Linked DNA regions of Mus musculus: all the other regions are linked to region 1. A link is a contact called in public HiCAR-type, HiChIP or PLAC-seq, Micro-C and promoter capture Hi-C data. All regions are on one chromosome and are shown on one strand. Each heading gives the region's core, a stretch centred on a gene start, on an enhancer-like site or on the middle of the called end of the contact. The rest is flanking DNA. Distances are from core to core; before and after follow the strand shown.

The links. Promoter capture Hi-C pulls out the DNA fragments that hold promoters and counts their contacts. A called contact is a pair of places that touch in the nucleus more often than the background predicts. HiCAR-type assays count read pairs that join an accessible place to other places. HiChIP or PLAC-seq counts read pairs in DNA pulled down with a chosen protein or histone mark.
Region 2: a contact with region 1 is called in an H3K27ac HiChIP or PLAC-seq map of T-cell acute lymphoblastic leukemia, with 5 times the contacts expected there. The contact joins the enhancer-like site here to the promoter of Foxo1 in region 1. A contact is called at or near these places in 7 of 39 promoter capture datasets (the 3T3-L1 cell line, the C10 cell line, embryonic stem cells and 4 more), 2 of 15 datasets of contacts at CTCF or cohesin (large pre-B cells and pro-B cells), 18 of 484 Hi-C or Micro-C datasets (B cells, CD4 T cells, the G1E-ER4 cell line and 11 more), 8 of 115 datasets of contacts at active chromatin or transcription factors (T-cell acute lymphoblastic leukemia, embryonic forebrain, embryonic stem cells and 2 more) and 1 of 9 other capture datasets (embryonic stem cells).
Region 3: a promoter capture Hi-C map of liver shows a contact between it and region 1, with 2.4 times the contacts expected there. The contact joins the promoter of 4930577N17Rik here to the promoter of Foxo1 in region 1. A contact is called at or near these places in 1 of 39 promoter capture datasets (liver) and 1 of 115 datasets of contacts at active chromatin or transcription factors (regulatory T cell precursor).
Region 4: a contact with region 1 is called in an H3K27ac HiChIP or PLAC-seq map of large pre-B cells, with 7 times the contacts expected there. The contact joins the enhancer-like site here to the promoter of Foxo1 in region 1. A contact is called at or near these places in 4 of 39 promoter capture datasets (the C10 cell line, embryonic stem cells, hippocampal neurons and 1 more), 2 of 15 datasets of contacts at CTCF or cohesin (large pre-B cells and pro-B cells), 18 of 484 Hi-C or Micro-C datasets (B cells, the G1E-ER4 cell line, the HL-1 cell line and 10 more), 8 of 115 datasets of contacts at active chromatin or transcription factors (T-cell acute lymphoblastic leukemia, embryonic forebrain, embryonic stem cells and 2 more) and 1 of 9 other capture datasets (embryonic stem cells).
Region 5: a HiCAR-type map of astrocytes shows a contact between it and region 1, with 2.4 times the contacts expected there. The contact joins the enhancer-like site here to the promoter of Foxo1 in region 1. A contact is called at or near these places in 6 of 39 promoter capture datasets (the 3T3-L1 cell line, embryonic stem cells, hippocampal neurons and 2 more), 6 of 115 datasets of contacts at active chromatin or transcription factors (astrocytes, embryonic forebrain, embryonic limb bud and 3 more) and 1 of 9 other capture datasets (embryonic stem cells).
Region 6: a contact with region 1 is called in a promoter capture Hi-C map of neural stem cells. The contact joins the promoter of Naa15 here to the promoter of Foxo1 in region 1. A contact is called at or near these places in 2 of 39 promoter capture datasets (neural stem cells and pre-B cells), 5 of 115 datasets of contacts at active chromatin or transcription factors (embryonic forebrain, embryonic midbrain, extraembryonic endoderm stem cells and 2 more) and 2 of 9 other capture datasets (adipose tissue and liver).
Region 7: a contact with region 1 is called in a Micro-C map of embryonic stem cells, with 4 times the contacts expected there. The contact joins the enhancer-like site here to the promoter of Foxo1 in region 1. A contact is called at or near these places in 2 of 39 promoter capture datasets (hippocampal neurons and stem cell-derived epiblast-like cells), 1 of 15 datasets of contacts at CTCF or cohesin (large pre-B cells), 4 of 484 Hi-C or Micro-C datasets (all in embryonic stem cells) and 1 of 115 datasets of contacts at active chromatin or transcription factors (stem cell-derived neural progenitor cells).

The regions. Positions count from the first base shown.
Region 1 is chr3:52,267,043-52,269,630 of GRCm38.p6, reverse strand. Foxo1 (forkhead box O1) reads right to left here and starts at 1,294. Exons shown (of 3, transcript NM_019739.3): 1 at 209-1,294. The coding sequence starts at 829.
Region 2 is chr3:53,257,722-53,260,309 of GRCm38.p6, reverse strand. All of the region lies in intron 3 of Lhfp (lipoma HMGIC fusion partner), which reads right to left. Among named protein-coding and RNA genes, the nearest start is that of Gm40048, 140 kb to the left of the region's middle. Within about 2 kb of position 1,274, at least 31 of the 459 cell types and tissues checked have an H3K27ac peak or open chromatin away from gene starts, as enhancers often do. A contact at or near this core is called in T-cell acute lymphoblastic leukemia, embryonic fibroblasts, muscle stem cells and 1 more, where this site is marked.
Region 3 is chr3:51,275,488-51,278,075 of GRCm38.p6, reverse strand. It overlaps 4930577N17Rik (RIKEN cDNA 4930577N17 gene), which reads right to left and starts at 1,315. Exons shown (of 1, transcript NR_073429.1): 1 at 1-1,315. The region is part of intron 4 of Elf2 (E74-like factor 2); the gene reads left to right.
Region 4 is chr3:53,230,037-53,232,624 of GRCm38.p6, reverse strand. It overlaps Lhfp (lipoma HMGIC fusion partner), which reads right to left. Exons shown (of 4, transcript NM_175386.3): 3 at 797-895. Among named protein-coding and RNA genes, the nearest start is that of C130075A20Rik, 140 kb to the right of the region's middle. Within about 2 kb of position 1,289, at least 14 of the 459 cell types and tissues checked have an H3K27ac peak or open chromatin away from gene starts, as enhancers often do. A contact at or near this core is called in T-cell acute lymphoblastic leukemia, where this site is marked.
Region 5 is chr3:53,209,571-53,212,158 of GRCm38.p6, reverse strand. All of the region lies in intron 2 of Lhfp (lipoma HMGIC fusion partner), which reads right to left. Among named protein-coding and RNA genes, the nearest start is that of C130075A20Rik, 120 kb to the right of the region's middle. Within about 2 kb of position 1,313, at least 35 of the 459 cell types and tissues checked have an H3K27ac peak or open chromatin away from gene starts, as enhancers often do. A contact at or near this core is called in astrocytes, where this site is marked.
Region 6 is chr3:51,414,706-51,417,293 of GRCm38.p6, reverse strand. It overlaps Naa15 (N(alpha)-acetyltransferase 15, NatA auxiliary subunit), which reads right to left and starts at 1,278. Exons shown (of 20, transcript NM_053089.3): 1 at 918-1,278. The coding sequence starts at 971. LOC108168868 (a long non-coding RNA gene) reads right to left here and starts at 911. Exons shown (of 2, transcript XR_001783830.2): 1 at 520-911.
Region 7 is chr3:53,108,791-53,111,378 of GRCm38.p6, reverse strand. All of the region lies in intron 2 of Lhfp (lipoma HMGIC fusion partner), which reads right to left. Among named protein-coding and RNA genes, the nearest start is that of C130075A20Rik, 18 kb to the right of the region's middle. Within about 2 kb of position 1,293, at least 47 of the 459 cell types and tissues checked have an H3K27ac peak or open chromatin away from gene starts, as enhancers often do. A contact at or near this core is called in embryonic stem cells and stem cell-derived epiblast-like cells, where this site is marked.

The DNA of each region.
Region 1 (2,588 bases), core at 45-2,544:
TGCCCGGGTCTCTCTAGAAGTCCCTCGCCTGCACCTGGTCCAAATTTGGCTCTGGGTCTCCGGGAAGCCCCCGCCACACCTGCCATTTCTCGCCCCGCTCTCTCCGTGCGCCCATCATTTCCGGGCCCCGAACACCCACACTGCCGACCCTCCGCCGGCCCCAACACATCCCCACCCCACCCCCCAGGGCCGCCCAGAGGCCGTTCACCTTCCAGCCCGCCGAGCTGTTGCTGTCGCCCTTATCCTTGAAGTAGGGCACGCTCTTCACCATCCACTCGTAGATCTGCGACAGGGTGAGCCTCTTCTCGGCTGAGCTCTCGATGGCCTTGGTGATGAGGTCGGCGTACGACAGGTTGCCCCACGCGTTGCGGCGCGACGAGCTGGTCTTGCGCGGCTGTCCCGCGAGTGGCCCCGCGGCGGCGGCAGCGGAGGGAGGCACGGGTGGGGGCTGCGACAGCGGCCCGGTCGGTGGGGGCTGTGGCGGCGCTGGGTGCACGCAGCCCGCCTCGGGGCCCTGGAAGTCCCCGCACAGGCCCCTGCTGGCCGCAGCCGCCGCCGCCACGGCCACGCAGCCTGGCGCCCGCGCGAAGTCCTCACTCTCCTCCAGCAGGCTCAGGTTGCTCATAAAGTCGGTGCTGACAGCGGACGCCGAGGCCAGGCTCGCCGCGGCGTCGGGGTTGGCGGCCGCGCCGCCCGACGGCGCCGGACTGGAGGTGGTCGAGTTGGACTGGTTAAACTCCGGCCTGGGCAGCGGCCAGGTACAGGAGCGCTGCCGGGGCAGCGGCTCGAAGTCCGGGTCGGTCTCCACCACCTGGGGCGCTTCGGCCATGGTGCCCCCGCCCCTCCCCCACCAGCAGAGAAGTACCGGGAGACGCGGCCACCGGGGGCGCGGAGCGGGCGACCCGAGTGTCGCTCCGAGATTGGGGGGCCGCGGACGGCGGACGCACGCCGGAGTCAGGCGCGGCGGGGCGCAGCGGACGGACGCGCCCAGAACTTAACTTCGCTGGGTCACCGGTGTCTAAGGAGCCTCCGAGTTCGTGCCTAGGACGGGGCACCGACCAGGCCGCGGAGCCCGGCAGCTCGGGCACCGCGCTCCCGCTGACAAGGGCCGCGGACGCCAAGGCAGACGGGCGGACGCTGCGGGCCGCTCTAGCTCTCCGCGGCCGCGCGACAGCGGCGCTGCTGCCTGTTGAATGTGGCGGCGGCGGGGACTGAAGCGACTCCGCAGACTCCCGTCTTACGGGATCTGCAGCGGGCTCCCCGCCCGCGGCGGCGCGCGCGCCGCCCCGCCCCTGACTGACAGGCTGCGCGGCCAATGGACGCGCGAAGTCTCCGCCGAAGCAGCCAATGAACGCGGGCCTGGGCGGGCGCTGCCTTCCCTCGGGAGGCGGCAGTAGGTTGGTGGGGGGCGGTGGGGTATTTTTCTTTCTCACACACTTTTTTTTTTTTTTCCAATCTCCGTTATTATTTTCTGTAATTCTCAAGTGTTTCTGAGTCTCTGGCGTCTCAGCGATCGGATTGCTAGGAGGCAAACCGGCGTGGAGGCGGCTACCATACTTTTGTTTACTACAGAGTGCAATCGAGTACTCCAGGCAGAGCCCAGACCCTGACTCCCGGGATGGCGCGGGGCCGCTGCGCGCTCCCGGACGCGACGTGGGCGGTGGGGCGCCTCGTGGATTCCACTCAAGCCCGCTCCGCCCACGCGTCTTCGCGCAGCTCTCGGGAAGTCGGTGGGGTTTGTTTTGGAGGAATGTTTTCTTAAGCTGGCATCTGCCCTGGCCGCCCCAGGCGCGCAGATCCTTCGGTGAAGACCCGTCGCTCTGCGGCTCCGGAGTAACCGCTTCCCACCCTACCTGTGCACACCTGCAAGACGAGCCTCTGCGGCTCGGTCCAGCCCCCAGCCTCCACTCATCCTGAACCCCAGAGAGGTGCGGCGCGGGGAGAACACTGTTGCACAAGCACCTAGCTCCAGTAGCGCCTCAGATCCGACGTCTTCTATGGGAACCGCTTTTCTGCCACGGGAATCTCACTTTTTCCTGAGGACCGGTGTGGTGGCTAAAGAGTCAGAGGAGCGCTTAGAGACAACTTTGTCACTTTATTACCCCTAATTAAGTTTAACTGCTTGCTTATTTCTTTTTTATTTAGCATGGAAGCGATGAGGTGTTGAAGTCGCAAAAGGAGATAAGCCCCAAGTGTTGGGGCACAGCTCCGCCCCTCAGTTCTTTAAACTCACAGAGTGAGCTCCCAGACCCGCGTATCTAACACACGTCCGGCGGAGCCAAAGGTAGAAAGACAGTGGTTCTTTTTGCCTTACAGAATAGAAGAAAATGTTCCCTCGCTTGATCCTCTGATTTGCTTTCTTTTTTAAAAAAAAAGAAATATGGGTGGCATTTTCTTTTATTGGCTAGGATGCTTTAGAATTGAAGATGCATATTAGGGCTTTAAATATGTCCAAAAACGCAGCTCCAAATGTCTTGTTGCGGTTGTACTTCGCTCTTCTTTCTTACGTGGAGTTTTTCTATGTAAAATGAGACTCCAAAAGAAAACCAGCCTTCTTACTCCTTCCACTTTGTCTCTAACGTCTCGCT
Region 2 (2,588 bases), core at 25-2,524, 990 kb before region 1:
TGTGCCTCGTGCCAGCTAGGACTAAAGACTGGCTATTCCCGTTCACCCATGACTGCAGCAAAAAAGGAATAGCAACCATAAGGACAGAAGCCATGATGGTATCCGTTCTCACTTGACGCCCTAGCCCAGACTTGGGTGCATATTAAGGTATAACAGGGCAACATTTAAACTGTAGGACGAATCCTCCTGAGGAGGGGGCCCGTTTGAAGGACATCACCGAAGTAGGCACTGTGACACATGTGGAATGTGTCAAATACCCTGCACTGTGTGACCTAAACTGGGAATCAAGGCCTCCCAGATTGTACTGGGGCTGAAACCCACTGTCAGTTCAATGTCTATTTAAATGAGAACACCAAGACCAGGGTCCAAACAGGTCTTCAAGGACCAGAGTAGTAATGGTGCACTTGAAACCCTAAAAGATTAGATTTCTTTACCATATGCCCACTAGGTTGATTCTTCTCACAGTACTGGGAGGTGGGGTATAGTTGACAAAGAGACTGGAAACTGGTGACCCTTCAGTTGCCCTTCAAGCTCATATAATTATTCAGGGATGGAGGCAGGGTTCAAACCAGCAATAGAACAAAAATCCTAAATAAAAATCTCAAATAGCCTATCTGGTTTGGTGGAGTGGGTCTCCATGCTTGTGAACTTTGGTGAGAGCATCCCTTGTTTGTGAAACAGTCTGAGTACCTGGTCCAGACTCGCTCAGCTCATTAGCCTTTCTACTCCAGTCTCCATGATGCTGGGCTTAGAGGCATGAGTAGCCATGGGTGGCCATCTTGTTTTGTAGTGACATAGGAATTACTCTTTGTGTATGCACTGGACGTAAGCCCTCTGTCTCTTCCACTGGCCACTGTCCTATCTGTTCTTAGTTCTAGTTACTCCTGTTTACAGTTTTCCTTTACTTTCTGGGGGTAGGGGTGGGCGTGGGAATGGATCCCAGGGCATGCTGGGAAAATGCCTGTGTGTGAGCTGCATATTCTGAACCTAACCCTTCTTTTCTCCAATTGCATCATCTTCCAATAGCAGGCAGTTTCCTTCTCTCTTTTATTCTTGTTTACATATTGTGTTAGACACTTAGATCTGACAGGGATTGAACGTACCAACCTCAGAGAAAACCTAACTAGACATTTACAGCCGGGTGTCTAACTTGTCCCATGTACAGACCCTGCTGTGTGAGGTCCTGCCTCATCTCAGCGCTGTGGGTGGAGAACAAAGGCAAACATCTCTCTTAGAACGGAAGTTTCAAGAAGGTATGTGTGTGTGTGTGTGTGTGTGTGTGTGTGATCTTGCCATGCCTTTGTTCCCTCTCGTACCTCTCCCCGAAGTGCTTGCCCTAGCCCAGGCACTCAGTAAATCACTGCTGAATGAGAAAGCAGGGGCAAAGAAAAACAGAAAGGAAGGAAGCTGAACGGGCAGGCAGGCTCCAGAAAAGTCTGAGATTTTATTTTAAGAGTAACTCTAGTTCTGTTTTGGCACTGAACTTTAAGTGGAAATTTTCCAACCCAAGCATTTCTGCCTCCCACAGGCTGTGCCATAGTTAACAGGATAACATATTCAGAAGGATCAAATCTCCAGCTTGGGGCAGATCCCAAGGCACAGTAACCTTCCTTCGTACTGGTCAACTGGGGGAGTGAGCGATTTTCAAGGGTGACAGGATCTCTGCTGCATGACCACATTTACTGACGACCACAGGCTGCGAGTCTTGGGAGCCATTGCCCGCTGTGAGTGATTCGTTAGCCATATTAAATAAATCTAGGAGGGAGAATTAACGGGCAGCTAAGAGTAGCCAGTGGTTTAGAACCTTCCAAAGAGTCAGCAGAATGTGTAGTCTCTCTGTTCCACACAGGGCGCATAATGTGGATGGCAATCCATCGCTCATTATTAACGGATATTGACCTATGCACACTCTTATGACCTAATGCAGAAGGCAGAGTATATTAATTACTGGACACATTCTCAGGAAAGCATAGCTGGCCTGGGTAGTTAACTCGAGGATGTGCATGTGGGTGCAGGTTACATCTATTAAGGATGATGAAGGAGGTACTGAAGGGCCGATTATCACAGAGCCAGGGTGAGGGCAGGTATCATTCTAATTGTTTCCTGCAGAGGAGTCAGTGAGTTTCAACTCCAGGAACCTTTAGCTGGTAGGGAGCTGCAGCTGATGGCATCATGTACCACAGTCCCGTGGATCCCTTTGCGGGCTCTGGGCACTAGTCACCAACATCTGTTTGTATTTGACCTGTAACAATTTACACTCTACCCCCCCCACACACACACACAGGGGTCCACGGGAAACTAGATCAATGTTCCTCCACTCTGATAGCTGAGCTTGCCTCTGAAATAGCTGTCGTCAATGGGCAACTCAAAACTGGCTATCAAGGTCAACACTAGTGGCTTCTTAGCTGTTGGGAGCCGCCCTCACATTTGCCATTATAAGATGGCGCTGACAGCTGTGTTCTAAGTAGTAAACATAATCTGCACACGTGCAGGGGCAGTTTTCCCGCCATGTGTTCTACCTTTCTCGTGATGACAACTGAGCCGATGGGCTGCAGCCAATCAGGGAGTAATACGTCCTAGGCGGAGGA
Region 3 (2,588 bases), core at 66-2,565, 990 kb after region 1:
TTCATTTGTCCAAGTCAAGCAAATACAAGAGAGGGCACACGAATTTCATGACCAGCAAACCCAGCGACTCCAGTCTCCCCGAGGCTGCCGGGCGGCTCTTTTCTGTTTACTAATTACCTGTCTAGTGTACTCTGACTTCTGTCGAGAAGACAGGACCAAGTCAGTTTTTGAAGTAGTTGGAGACTCCTGACTTCCTTAGTGATGCTTCTAGAATATTTTCTAGGTACAAGTTTTTTAAAGTGCAGTTCTTTCGACTGAACTGATTGTATGTTGCATAAGCGCCGGGAAGGCCAACCCAAGTTAAAAAGCCACCTCCGTGTACAGCTGCGGGACTAGGTATGAGGTCTTTTCTAGGAAGAAAAATTTGATTCATGGCTCTTTTCCAGAGGGGACATTTGCAGACTTCGCTTCCGCAGAACGTGAAGCGCGCCTCTTCCTGCCGAGGCGAGGCCCGCGTCCCCGAGGGCGGCCTGCGGCTCCCCAGCCTCAGGTGTCCGTGCGGCCGCCGGCTGCCGGCGCCCGGGACTGACTTCCTGTCTGGGCGCGGGGCGGAAGGATCGCGTTGCCAGCCGGGGCCGCCGCCGCCCCTGCCGTTAGGTGGTGGGGCTGCTGAGCCCGGCGGCGGGAGGCGGGCCGGCCGCCGCTTCCTGTCGGAGGACGCGCAAGGATCCGGGCGTCGGAGTGTGTGCGAGTGCGTGAGTGTGTGCCGCCCGCACGGCGTGTGTCTCCGGCCGCGGGTTCCGCCTTCTCCCCTGTCGCCGCCGCTCAGGGTGTAAGTCAATGTGAAGCAGCAGTTCCAGCCCCGGGATAAACATGGCGACGTCTCTGCATGAGGGACCCACGAACCAGCTGGATCTGCTCATCCGGGCCGGTAAGCACAGGGGAACTTTTCTCCCGTGCATCGGTGCAGCGGGCGAGGGGGCGCCCGGCGGGCGGGGAGCGTCCCCCGGGGCGGTCAGCGCCCCGGGTCCGGTGTCCGTCTCCGGCAGCCGGGCGGCCGCGGAGAGGGGGGAGTGAATGAAGTAATGGAGGCGACAAATCAGGAAGTGATCACCTTGGAGAGTAACCTGCCTCGGATCCGGGCTGTCGCTCCGGGGAGAGCGGCGGCGGCGGCGGCGCAGCAGCGGCAGCGGCAGGGGCCGGGCGCGGAGCCGCGGCTAAGTTGGGGAGTCGGCGCGGGCGAGTTGCGCGCTTCGCCCCAGTTGCCGGGGAACCAGGAAGTGAGCGGAGCTGTTGTCCCCGCCGCCTGCCACGCTGTCCGGCCGAGAGGGCCGCCCCTGCCCGCGGCCGGGGGCGCTGGCCGCCCGCCGCCCTCGCCTCTCACTTCCTATAGCCGCCACTTCCGCATGGACGCCGCGGCCCCCCCGGGCGCTACCCGCCAAAACGCGCCCGCCCGGCCTCCCGCCTCGTCCCTCCCGGAGCGGCGCCCGAGTAACGGTCCCGAGGCCACTTCCCGGTGCCGAGTGGGACGCCGCCGACCCGGCACCTCCCCGCCGCGGCTAACGGCGGCCGTGGGGGAACCGGGCTGCTGCCCTTCCTTCCCTCGTGGGGCGGGTGACTGAGGGTGGACGGGAAGGACACCGGGTGTATTCCGCGCAGCCGGCCCGGGGCTGCGGGACAGCGGAGGGGGACGTTTATTTTGGTCCACAGTAAGATGAAAGCGGGGAGCGGGGCGGGCGGGAGGGCGTCCTGGCCCCGGGGAAGTCTCGGCTCGGCATTGCCCCCTTTCCCCTCCCCCAAACCTCCCACCATAGCGGAAGCGCCTGGGAGAGGACAGAACGCGCGCGATTGACAGGCCCGAGGTTCCAATCTGCGCCCTGAGCTGTTCCAAATAAGAACGTTGATTTCTGGGGGCGGGACCACGGGCCCGAGCCGGGCCAATGAAGATTGGGCGGGAGTGAAGCTGACAATGTACGCATGGAATTGGAGGGAAGAGGAGTGTAAACACGGAAGTGGCCGCGGGGGTGGGGGATGTGCTGCGCCACTGCTGCAGCGGAAGGGCACGGACTTAAGTTACATAGAAAAAGCAGCTTTACTTGCTAGCAGACAGCGCAGCGAGGGCCTCGGGTCGATGTGGCACTGCTCGAACACTGTTGCTTACCGAAATTATAAGCGCATGCGGTCCCTCCTCTGGTTCTGTTTCACATCTCCATCGATGTCGGATTGGAAGATGAGAAATTGTAACCAAACGGTAGTGCTGTAAAAGATCAGAACAGTCTTTTTGCACCTATTGTTTTTAGGGATCTTGAAATTGGTAGTTTGGTGGACAAAGCAGTTCGGTTTGGAGGAAAAATTATGTTTATCTCTAAATTTAACGGAACTTTAAATATAAATAAAATCTGGACTGATAGAACTGCATGTGCTATATAACAATAACGCTGAATAGTGTGTTTTGGCTGAGGCATATTTTACACATTTCAAAAGTAGGGAAATCACAATTTATTGAGCAGCGTTTAAATGCCTTTTTGAATAGGAACTTTTACTGAAGGAGAGGAACATAATGGAACTTGGGTCCTTGTTAAAGTCAGTCCATTGATCAGTATGAATTAGTGTACAGTTTTATGTTGGGTTAGTGGTGTTTTGAGTGT
Region 4 (2,588 bases), core at 40-2,539, 960 kb before region 1:
TTCTCAGTCGGTATTTTTTTTTTTATTCTTCAGTGGAAACACCCGAACTTCTTCATTAGCACACAGACAAGCAGAGTCGAAAAGGGCCCTGCTGCCAGGAGCGTCCATCCCCTGCTGGTACCCACGTGTTCTGTGCTCAAGACCCTGTTGCTCTCTTCCCCCCTTTCTTTACTTTTCTTTCTCTTTTCTTTCTTTTTCTTTCTTTTATTTTTTTTAAAGATTTATTTTATGTATATGAGTGCTCTATCTGCGTGTATATTTGCATATCAGAAGAGGGCATTGGATCCCATTACAGATGGTTGTGAGCCACCATGTGGTTGCTGGGAATTGAACTCAGGACCTCTGGAAGGGCAGCCAGTGCTCTTAACCACTAAGCCATCCCTCCAGCCTCTCTCTCCCCTTACACAAAGTGCTCCACATCCCAGAGAGAAACTTTACCCTCGTCGTAATTTCCTTGATTGCTTTGTTTGCCTGTGAGTTCCCTCGAGATATTTTTAGCGTGTATAATGAGTGATAAATATATGATTTTGAACAAATTAATCAGAGGATATAAAAGCTCAGGAGAACAAGGCCATTTCTTTTTCTTAGACTCTGCAATATAGATCATAGTGCTGGCGAACAGTAGGGTATCAGTGACTCTTCAATCAACAAGTGAAAATGTATCTATGTATTATGTAAGTATGTATATATGTGTATACATGCATATGTATGTATGCATGCATGCCTGCCAAACACAGCCCCAGACTGTCTTCCTTCCAGATAAGCCCCCTTTCTAGGAAGAATAACGAGAACTCACCCAAGTCAAACTGGCCAGAGATGTAGCCACAAGTCTGCCGGACTTCCTCACTGTCCCAGCCCAAGGGGTAGAGGGCACAGCCAGCACCAATCAGCAAGCCTGTGGAGAGGAGGTAAAATAGAAAGCCTTTACAAATCAAAGTGCAGAACACGACAGGGCCATAGCGCCTGCTCCTTAAAAACACCACATTAAATTCCTTTAAGCAATGTGAAGTCAGATTCCAAGAACAATATTGAGTCTGCTTAAAATAAGAATAAAAATAGTAACAACTCAGTTTCTTTCCAATTTTACCTTTTAAGAGCACAAAAAGCCTTCAGAGTCTTGCTAAGGAACTAAAAAGAGTTTCTTTCAATCACACTTGCAAAAAGCCAACCAATCCCTTTAATCCCATGGAGAACAAATTCAAGAGCAAGCAACGTTAGTAAGTTACCCTGCACTGTTCAGTGGAATTTCTGTTGCCAATATAAGAATCAACATAGTATGTTGTAGTGTTGTGAAATTTTACAGGGCCCTTGACCTGTGAACTTGCACTGCCTGTTCCTCACAGCTCAGGAATGATCTAGAAGGCGGACACATGGAAGACTAAATCTGCACCTCCCTGTAAAAGCAACGTGGTTTTATTTTAATGTAAATCAAACTATGTAATGTAAATCAAATGTAAATCAGACTATGACAACTGCTTCCTGTGAGTCTTTAATTTTGCATATGGTTTTTACAAGAGCCAGAAAGAGATTTAAATTCTCACCAGGAGACTCTATAAGTTAATCTGACAGTAAGATCTCGTCAATCAGTGAGCATTACCATCAACCACAACCCAAAGATGCTAACCCAGAAGCACCGAAATACAGCTGTGTGATGGGTGAGAATGGGAGTTCTCAGACACCACAGAAGCAGCCCCACATAGGCACACACTTTAATACAGTAACATGGCTGAGAAATACGGCAACAGGAGACTTAACACTGACACACTGAATCAATCCTGTCTCTCTGGCCAGTGTTCACCCTTCTCTACCCCTATTGGGTAGACTGCTTCTCTAACCGCCATCTGGGGCAGAACAGTTCATGCCCCCCTCCCCACACCCTGCCACCAACACTGAGCTAAGCCACAAAGAGAGACAGTCCTCACAGCGTGACACTCATTTCCTGCCTTAGTACCCATCCTTTCAACCTATCCCCTGGTCTTCAGAAAGAAAAAAAAAAAAAGGATCAGAGAATCTGAGCTGAGAGTTCTGGATTCTCTATATAAATCACTAGCTACTGTGTGACCTGTCTACAGCGCATTGACGTACACCATGTTTTGTCTGAAACATTGTCCACAAAGCAGTGAGGCAAGGTTTTGCTGAGCAGACAAATACCCCACTGGTCTGCTTCCTCCCATTGGGAAAATATTTCCCAAGCTAGTTTTCCTACCATTAGATAAAAAGAGAATTAATTATGCAGGATGCCAAATTTTGTACAAATTGAGTCCCCGGCATATTTATTAATCAATGCAAGAACATTATAAGAAACTTAGTTCTTAATAGGTGACACCTTTTTTTTTTTTTGAGATTTTTGTGAGTAAATTTTAAAGGATAACGAGTACAGAAATGTTTGGGATAGAATTTGTTCAAGTGTGAAAAACATTTCTAAATGTTAACATGTAAGTCACCAATAGCTCCTTGTCTGACTTGGAAAGAACTATTCTAATTCACTAATCACCAAGTCCCCAAGCACTTTCTTGTCCCCTTGGATGCTGGATTTGTACCCTGATCAGAAAGGAGCTGACCCTTTCCTTAAAGAGCAAAGCAGTCGA
Region 5 (2,588 bases), core at 64-2,563, 940 kb before region 1:
TAACAAGCCTGACCACTCAAGTTTGATCCCCGAAAAAACCCCACAAGGTTTACTCTTGTAAATTGTCTCTGACTTCTACACATGTACATTGGGATAAGGGCACATTATATGTTCTCTCTCTCTCTCTCTCTCTCTCTCTCTCTCTCTCTCTCTGTCTCTCTCTCTCTCTCACACACACACACACACAGAGGAATGAATGAATAAATGTAAAAAATTTAAAAGATGCCCTGATTCCATTGTACAGTAAAGTCTGGGAGCACCAATTTCATAGCGATTTTTGCAGTAAAGACTTCACAAATCACCCCCGATAACTTAGGTTTCTCTGCACCCACAGAAGCCAGAAGAAGGAGTCATCTGGAACTAGAATAAAGGATGGCTGTGAGCTGCCATGTAGGTGTGAGGTGGTGGAGGTAGGAGAAGGAACTCCGGTCCCATGCAAGAGTAGCCAGTATTCGTAACTGAATGTAATTTCACTCTCAGTAAATCTTCCTGACCTTTATGCAGTATTTGCCTAAGTCCGTGGCCTTTTGCTTCCCTGAGTCAGCAAAGCAGATTCACCTACACATGTAATGAAATAGCTCCCGTTTTAAGCCATCATCTTTGGCTTCTATCAAGCATTTGAGATGCTGTTTAAATGATCAGCCTGTTGGAGTCACAGTGCTTGCTTGGAGAGGCAAGTTCAGGAACTTGAAAATATTTACTCTCTTCCCCTGCCTGTCTTCCACCCAAATCCCTCCCACGCAAACATTTTCTGGGCTGTTTGTCCTATCAACCATGCTTGCATCTGGCATGGATAGAAAGCTCCAGGCACAAACCCAGACCAAGGGCAAGGGCTGGTGAGCATAGCTGCCAATGTTAAGACACACACACACACACACACACACACACACACACACAAACAGTCCAAAGGAAGCTCTCAGGCACAGCTGTCTCCTAACGCAAACTGGTGCAGCAAATTAAGGCAATGTTCCCAGGCCACATCAGAGGAAGAGTGACTACTTTCTAGGGACCTCCAGGGTGAACCAAGGCTTGTGGAGATGGTACTAATGAAGGACATGCAAGATCAGTCTGAGTTGCTGGAGGGCAGTAACAGCCCCTTCCTTTCTTTAGGAGAAATTTGAGTTAATGGCTGGGCTCATACTATTAAAGCAAAGGAAAAAAAAATTGTCCATCTGATTTTTGCCACTGGGTGACATTAAAGTAGCCTCAAGGGTATAACTGACGTGGATTTATTACTCTGTGTGGTCACTGGGTGAATGGAGCTACAATAAGTGATTCACGATGCCTTTTCTCCACTTGATCCAGCTCAGCCCTATGCCTTCGAAAGCATGACGGCCTTTCCCTGCCAGGGCTGTCTGGTCGGATGCCTTTACAAAGCTCCATCTGAGGGAGAATTGTACCAGAGAAGAATGGAGATACGGGGTTTTGTGCGCAGCGAAAACTTTTTAAGAGTTGTTTTCAAATGAAGTTTCACATTCCAACTTATAAAATTGTTCTTATCCTCTTTTGCAACGTAGCAAGGATTAGCAATTCCCTTTTGGTGATCTCTGTTCAACAGCTGGCTACATTTTTAAATGTTACCAAATTCCTTAAACATTTCAAACTGTATTACACTTAGGGTTTAATTTCCTAATCTCCTCAGTGGCTTCAATTCAAACAAACCCTATTATAAAAAGAAGTAATTTATATAAATACAACAAATTAGAGTTTACAATTAATGACTGATAAAAATACTTTTCAATAAGCCCATTTAAATTAAAAACAAACAAACAAACCCTGTTTGTATTGAGAAGGCTGGGATTTAGCAGTACCACGGGAAGGGCAGGCATTTAAATTAGGATCAGATTCGTCCTCACATCAAAATAAGTACGTATCTGTTTAATTCTGAATAAAAGCATCAGATACCCAGTTAAAATTTAATCAGCACACTCAGTGGAGATACGCAAAGCTTAAGATGTCATGGAGATTAATTTATATAAAAGTAGTTGATCAAATAGAACACTTTTTCTTAACTGGTGTGACTTTACTCATATTGTTATGGGAGCAAATGAGTGACTGGGGTTGTTGTCTGCTAGGGGAGGCTGGACACCAGCTGTGGATCTCAGTCTAAAGGTAAATTCAGAGATTAGAAGTGCCTCTCACTATTGCCACCAGTGCCATGTGACCTTTACCTGAGTCACTGGGTCAACACAGACCCCAGAGTTTCCACATATGGTGGTCTTGCCGCACAGGCTGTCTGACTAACTTGCTGCTCATAGTAGAATTTTGCAGCCCCTGTGAGGCTCTCAACTGGTTGTCTTTACTGCTCAATTGCATTTATTTGCATATATTTGGGGGTACACACATATTACAATTGGGTCCCACAGATTTACCCCTCTTTCCCTTCTGCTGTATACCAACCACGTGGTTAAGGACTCTCCTAAGCTCTCAATGCCTGAGAAGGGATTCCTGGAAGCTTTGACGCTTCCTGACCATGTCCCTCCACTGACCCCTTGTTCTGGCCACACTACTGCATGAAGTTCACCCTGACTCTGGCTGCAGCATTTACCAACAGCAAGCAAGTTCTCATTCTGCAGACTTTTAGCTAC
Region 6 (2,588 bases), core at 29-2,528, 850 kb after region 1:
TACCCCCGCAAGTTATCACTGCGTGTATTTTTATGCAAACCGCAAACATCTGAAGCACAGGGGATGAGTTTGAGATAGCGTCAACAAGATCCATCTTAGAAGACACTTCTATTATCTCCTGCTAAGTTTTTGCACCGCTATTTTTAAAACTTCAGAGTAAGGGGTGGAGGGGGAGTCTGTACTGAAACTTCCTACCGGACCGCCCCTAGAAATGAGTCCCACCTCCCGGAGAAGGGTGTCGGGGTGGGGCCGTTTTGCTCTCCAACTAACAAACAAATGCTGCGTTTCCCACTCCCAAAAAAAGAGGCCGAGGGGCTGCAGGATCAAGTATGCAAGTGCCTGGATGGAGGTGACAGAGTAGCCTCCGCTTCTACAAGAGTCCATTCTTTCGAGTCCAACAGTGACCCCCGGCCGGGCGGGGACCGGTGAATCCCAGATGGGGAGGAAGAGGGAGGGACGGGGCCGGAGAGGGAGAAGTGCTTTCAAGCAATGAATGAGTCCCTGCCTCGGCCACACCACCTGTTCCTTCCGAGGGTGCCACCCCGACCAGCCGGCAGAATCCCTGTCCGGAGCGGGGCCGCGACTCCCGGCCCGTGCGGCCCGCTGCCCCGCTCAAGGCCAGGCTGCTCCTCCCTTCGCTCTAGGAGGGTAAACGGCAGCCGAGCCGTGCGGATGCCGGGGAGTCGGGGCCTAGTCCGGAACCGAGGCCTCGAAGCCCGCGGGCCGCGGCGCGCGGACGGAGGTGGGGGCGCTCCCGGGGCGAGACGAGAGCTGAGAGTGCGCCCCGCCAGCCAGCACAGCCGAGGTGGGGTCCCCGCGGGGTGGCCGGGTGCCCGCTCGCCCGCCCGGGCTCGGGGCTGACAGGCCCGGCTCCCAGCGAAACCATCCCCGGTGCCCGCTCGCCGCCTCACACTCACCAAGATCCGCTTGAAGAGCGCGTTCTCCTTGGGCGGGAGGCTCACGGCCGGCATGGTTCCGGCTCCTCCCGCGGCTCCCGCCACCGCCCGGCTCGCTCAGTCCGTTTGTCCGCCCGCCGCCGCCACTGCCGTTCCCGAGCTCACTTCAGCCTTGAAGCCTTCACTCCGCCGCCACTAGGCCTCCGGGGTCGCCGCGCCCGCCCTGTCCTGACACTCCCTTCGCCTCTTTTTTTTTTTCTTTTCTTTTTTTTCTCTCTCTCTCTCTCTCTCCTCCTTTTCCCCCTTTCTCACTTAACGCCGCCGCCACCTCCCCCCTCCCGGGTCTCCGTCGGCGGTTCACGTGGTAACTGAAAAGACCGACAGAGGCAGCCAAAATGGCGGACTCGGAGGGCTTTCCCACCCGGGTCACACCTCCCAACGCGCAGGCGCGGTGACCCGCTCTTCCCCACCCTCGATGCACCGGAGCCTGCCGGGAACGCGGAGGCCGGGCCGGCCTGCGGAGCCGCGGATTTCAGAGTTGGCTCTGCCGGTCCTGCCAGTGCCGTGTGCCTGGGAGGGCCGCCAATGACGCTTCCGCCGCCGCCGCCTCCTCTCTGGAAACAGACTTTCTGCCCCTTCTCGCTAGACCGGCCTGCCTTTCTCTCGGTGGGGTAGACTCACCCAGATGGTGTCATCATAGCTTGAGTATCAAGTGCCAAAATGGAGATGTTTTAAGAAGAGGTATAATGGTTCTAGGCCCAAGTGCCTGTATTGTGTACAGAAGGGAGCGAAGGGTAATTTGTGAACCGATCCGAAAAAGAGGGCTTAATCATCTTGAAAAGCCTCTAAGAGCTTGACCTATGAAATGGGCCCCGGCTGGCTAGGGTATCAGTGATTTTTGTTGACTATTGCTAGAGATAGCCAGGAAAGGTGTTGGCCAGATCCGAAGTGACATACTTATACTGCCAAAGGAGCCTCTGAAGGTTGAGGTATATTTATTTCATTGCTGAAGTCATATAATGCGAGGTTGAGGAACTGGCTGTGTGAGTCACCTTAATGTGGTGGAGTTGAGGGCCGAGACTCCTGGAGTTGGCTTCTAATTCATGCTTAGGGTTGTATCTGTTGAACTGCCTGTTAACAGAAATCCTCAATCCTTAGAGGCCAGACTCCACTGAGCAAGGTCAGGCCTGAGAGAGAAGAGGATCCAGACGTTTCATTACAGTTAACAATAAAACTTTACAAAATGGCAAGCCATTGAGTCACAAGAGCCATTTTACCCTTGATTATCTCATGTGGACCTTCTAGTAATCTGTGCATCCTGAGTCATAAAGATGTGCAGCAGTTTAGCTCCTTTAGGTCTGTTTTTGTTTGTTTTGTTTTGAGACAGGATTTCCCAGTGTTTCCCTGGCTATCCTGGAATTCGATCTCTTAAAAACCAAAAAGGGAGCAAGCTTAGAGCAGGCAAATCCTGGGGTATCCTTGAACACTAATCTCTCTAAAGATTTAGGAAAATTAAGTTGGTGAGATGGTTCAGTGGATTAAGGCACTTACTTTGCAAGCCTGACAGCCTGAATTTGACCCCTGAACTCACATGAAGATGGAAAAAGAGAAAAGGCTCCAAAGAGTTGTTCTCTAACCTCCATGTTGGCACACATAAATAACAAGTGAATTCTGGGCTGGAGAGGGAGTTCA
Region 7 (2,588 bases), core at 44-2,543, 840 kb before region 1:
GGGTGGGCAGCGAAAGGGAGGGGGAAGGGAGAGTAAGGGAGGAAGGCAAGGAGGGAGGGATGTCCTTCAGGAGACTAATAATACATGGTAGACCATAGCAATATAAGAAAGATGACAAAATGATACGGCAAGATGTTATTAATTTACCATTACTTCGGGAAAAGGTTAGTTTTGGTGAGCATAGCAAAGTTGTAATAAAGACCTAAAGACCAGAGTCTAGACCGGTGACACATCACTTTCTACCAGGACTATGGATGTGTTTCAATTATATGCACTTAGTTATAGCAGAGAATGTTTTAAAGTGCAGCTTAATCATCATGTTTTGTGACTCTGCCTTTCGGCACTGTTATATAGGAAGGGTAGGTTTTATTTTGGATGGATAAATTCAGACGAGCAGAATCTAGCCAAGACCCATCTTTATCATTATAGACCAAGAGTTTGTAGTGTTAACCTATGAGCTCTTAAATCATCTGTCTTCTCTAATCTCAGTCTGGCTTCATGGTTTGCAACTCATTCTGTCAGCCTTTCCTCAGGGTAGTGGCATATAGAAGCATCTGTAGCCACCATCACGCACTGTATGGTTTAAAGAACAGATTTCCCTTCTTGCAATTCGGGGGCCTGAAAATCAAACACTTGGGTTGGGTTGGTTTCTTCTGAGCCACGTTCCGTGGCTTACAGAGTCTCCTCCCTTTGTTTTCAGACAGATCTTTGTAACATTTCGGGTCCTGATCTCCCCACACCCTGTGAGCAACTGTCAAACTACGTTAGAGGCCACTCTGAAGACCGACCGACCAGGGACAGTTGCAGTCTGAGAACCTGGAGGTTAATTCCTCAACACATAGAGGGATATAGTCTTTAATGATCACATTGCTAATTTTAGTATTTAAGGCTTACTTGGAAATAATCATATCCCTTCACATATTCATCTGCTAATCATCTATGTAGATAAAAAGCTAAGAGAAAAATACACAATTTCCTAATGGATGTATGACCTCTCTTGAACAAACAGAAATGAACTAGCCCAATTACAGAAATGAACTCATTACGTTAATGGTAACTAAAATCCTTAGCTGCTGTTATCAATTACAATAGAATAACTTGTATTTTCCTCAGTGGTCAGCGTTCCTTCTGGGATCTTTTGTTTTTGATCAAACTGAGACTTGCCTTTTCTTCCTTCACATTTTCCTGTGGGCACTGGTGCAAATTAAAGTGAGAAGGGAAAGGAGGGGTCCACCAACCAGTGTAACAGGAAACACCGAGTCAAACAAATGGTTTAGAGCCAATCTTGTGATGACATCAGCAGGGAACCATCCCAGGAATGGCTGCTATTTCCACATCTGATGGGGCACAATCTTCTACCCATGCAATTGGGAGGAGAACTTTGATGGAATTCAGGGTATGAACTGTGTCAGGCATCTGCCAAGTTCTTCTCTGAGAGCTTATTATCTGTAAGGGTTAAGGCAAAAATCCTCCAAATTCAGACAGAACGTTTTGAAAGGAGTGAGGAATGGAGTGTCTCAGGTGTAGTTGGTGAAAGAAAGAAGTTTAGCACAGAGGAACAAACTGTGAAAAGCCAAGGGGCCTTCAGGCAGGTGACCTGTTTCATTCCAAGGCTACATGATGACCAAATGCACCAAATGTTGAAAGGCTTTTCCTCAAAGAAGGACAAACTTCCTTAGTAACAGAATCAAGCAGGTGCTCTTTGCGGCCGCACCATCTCTTCAGCACCTATCAAGTTCTTAACAAAGGTGAGATCCCCAATGGTCCTTTGGTCTCAAACATCATGATTTAAGACAGCAGCCACACACACACATACACACACACACACACACACACACACACACACACACACACATGGATTAAAGAGCAGCACCAGGCATGAGAGGGGAAGAGAAGACATTTGCCAAAGTTGAGTTCCATCTGATTTTTCATTTTAGTTTTTTACCTGTCGCCCCAAAATTAATAAGGGCCACAACTGTTCAGCATCTTAATCAACAGACTTCCATCATTCCGTCAGGCCCTTAAGCAGGGAGCACAGGATAAAAGCAGGGGTGGGGGTGGGGTGGGTGGAAGGAGACAGAGCAAGGTGGGGGGGGGGTGGAAAAATAACGTGAGACCTTACATATTATCTGAAGCTGAGGCAGCCGTGTAATTATAAAGCTAGCTTTTCTCTCACTTGACAGCACAAGAAAAGGAGGTGAGGAGAGGCTTCTAAATGAAACATGACATTCCCTTATTAAAGTCTGATTTAGATTTTAAATGGCTTAGTGCATGGCGCCTACTTCCCTGCTCCGGGCTAGCCAAGAAGTACACATATAATGGAAACAGAAACTGAAAAAAAATTTTTTTTGAACAATGCCTGCACTTTTCAAATAATTTCCTTTATAAACATTTTTATGCTTGGAAGAGATTTTCTTTAATTATTCAACCCATAGTTGTCTACCTTTCGGTAAACATAAATATAGTCCAACACGTATGGTATGCTTTGTGTTTAAAAATAACACAGGGCATAGTATGTGCAATGCATTAAGAATTTACTGCCTGGTTTTGCTTCATTTCCTCCCTGTTGGGGGTAGCCCACGGAAACT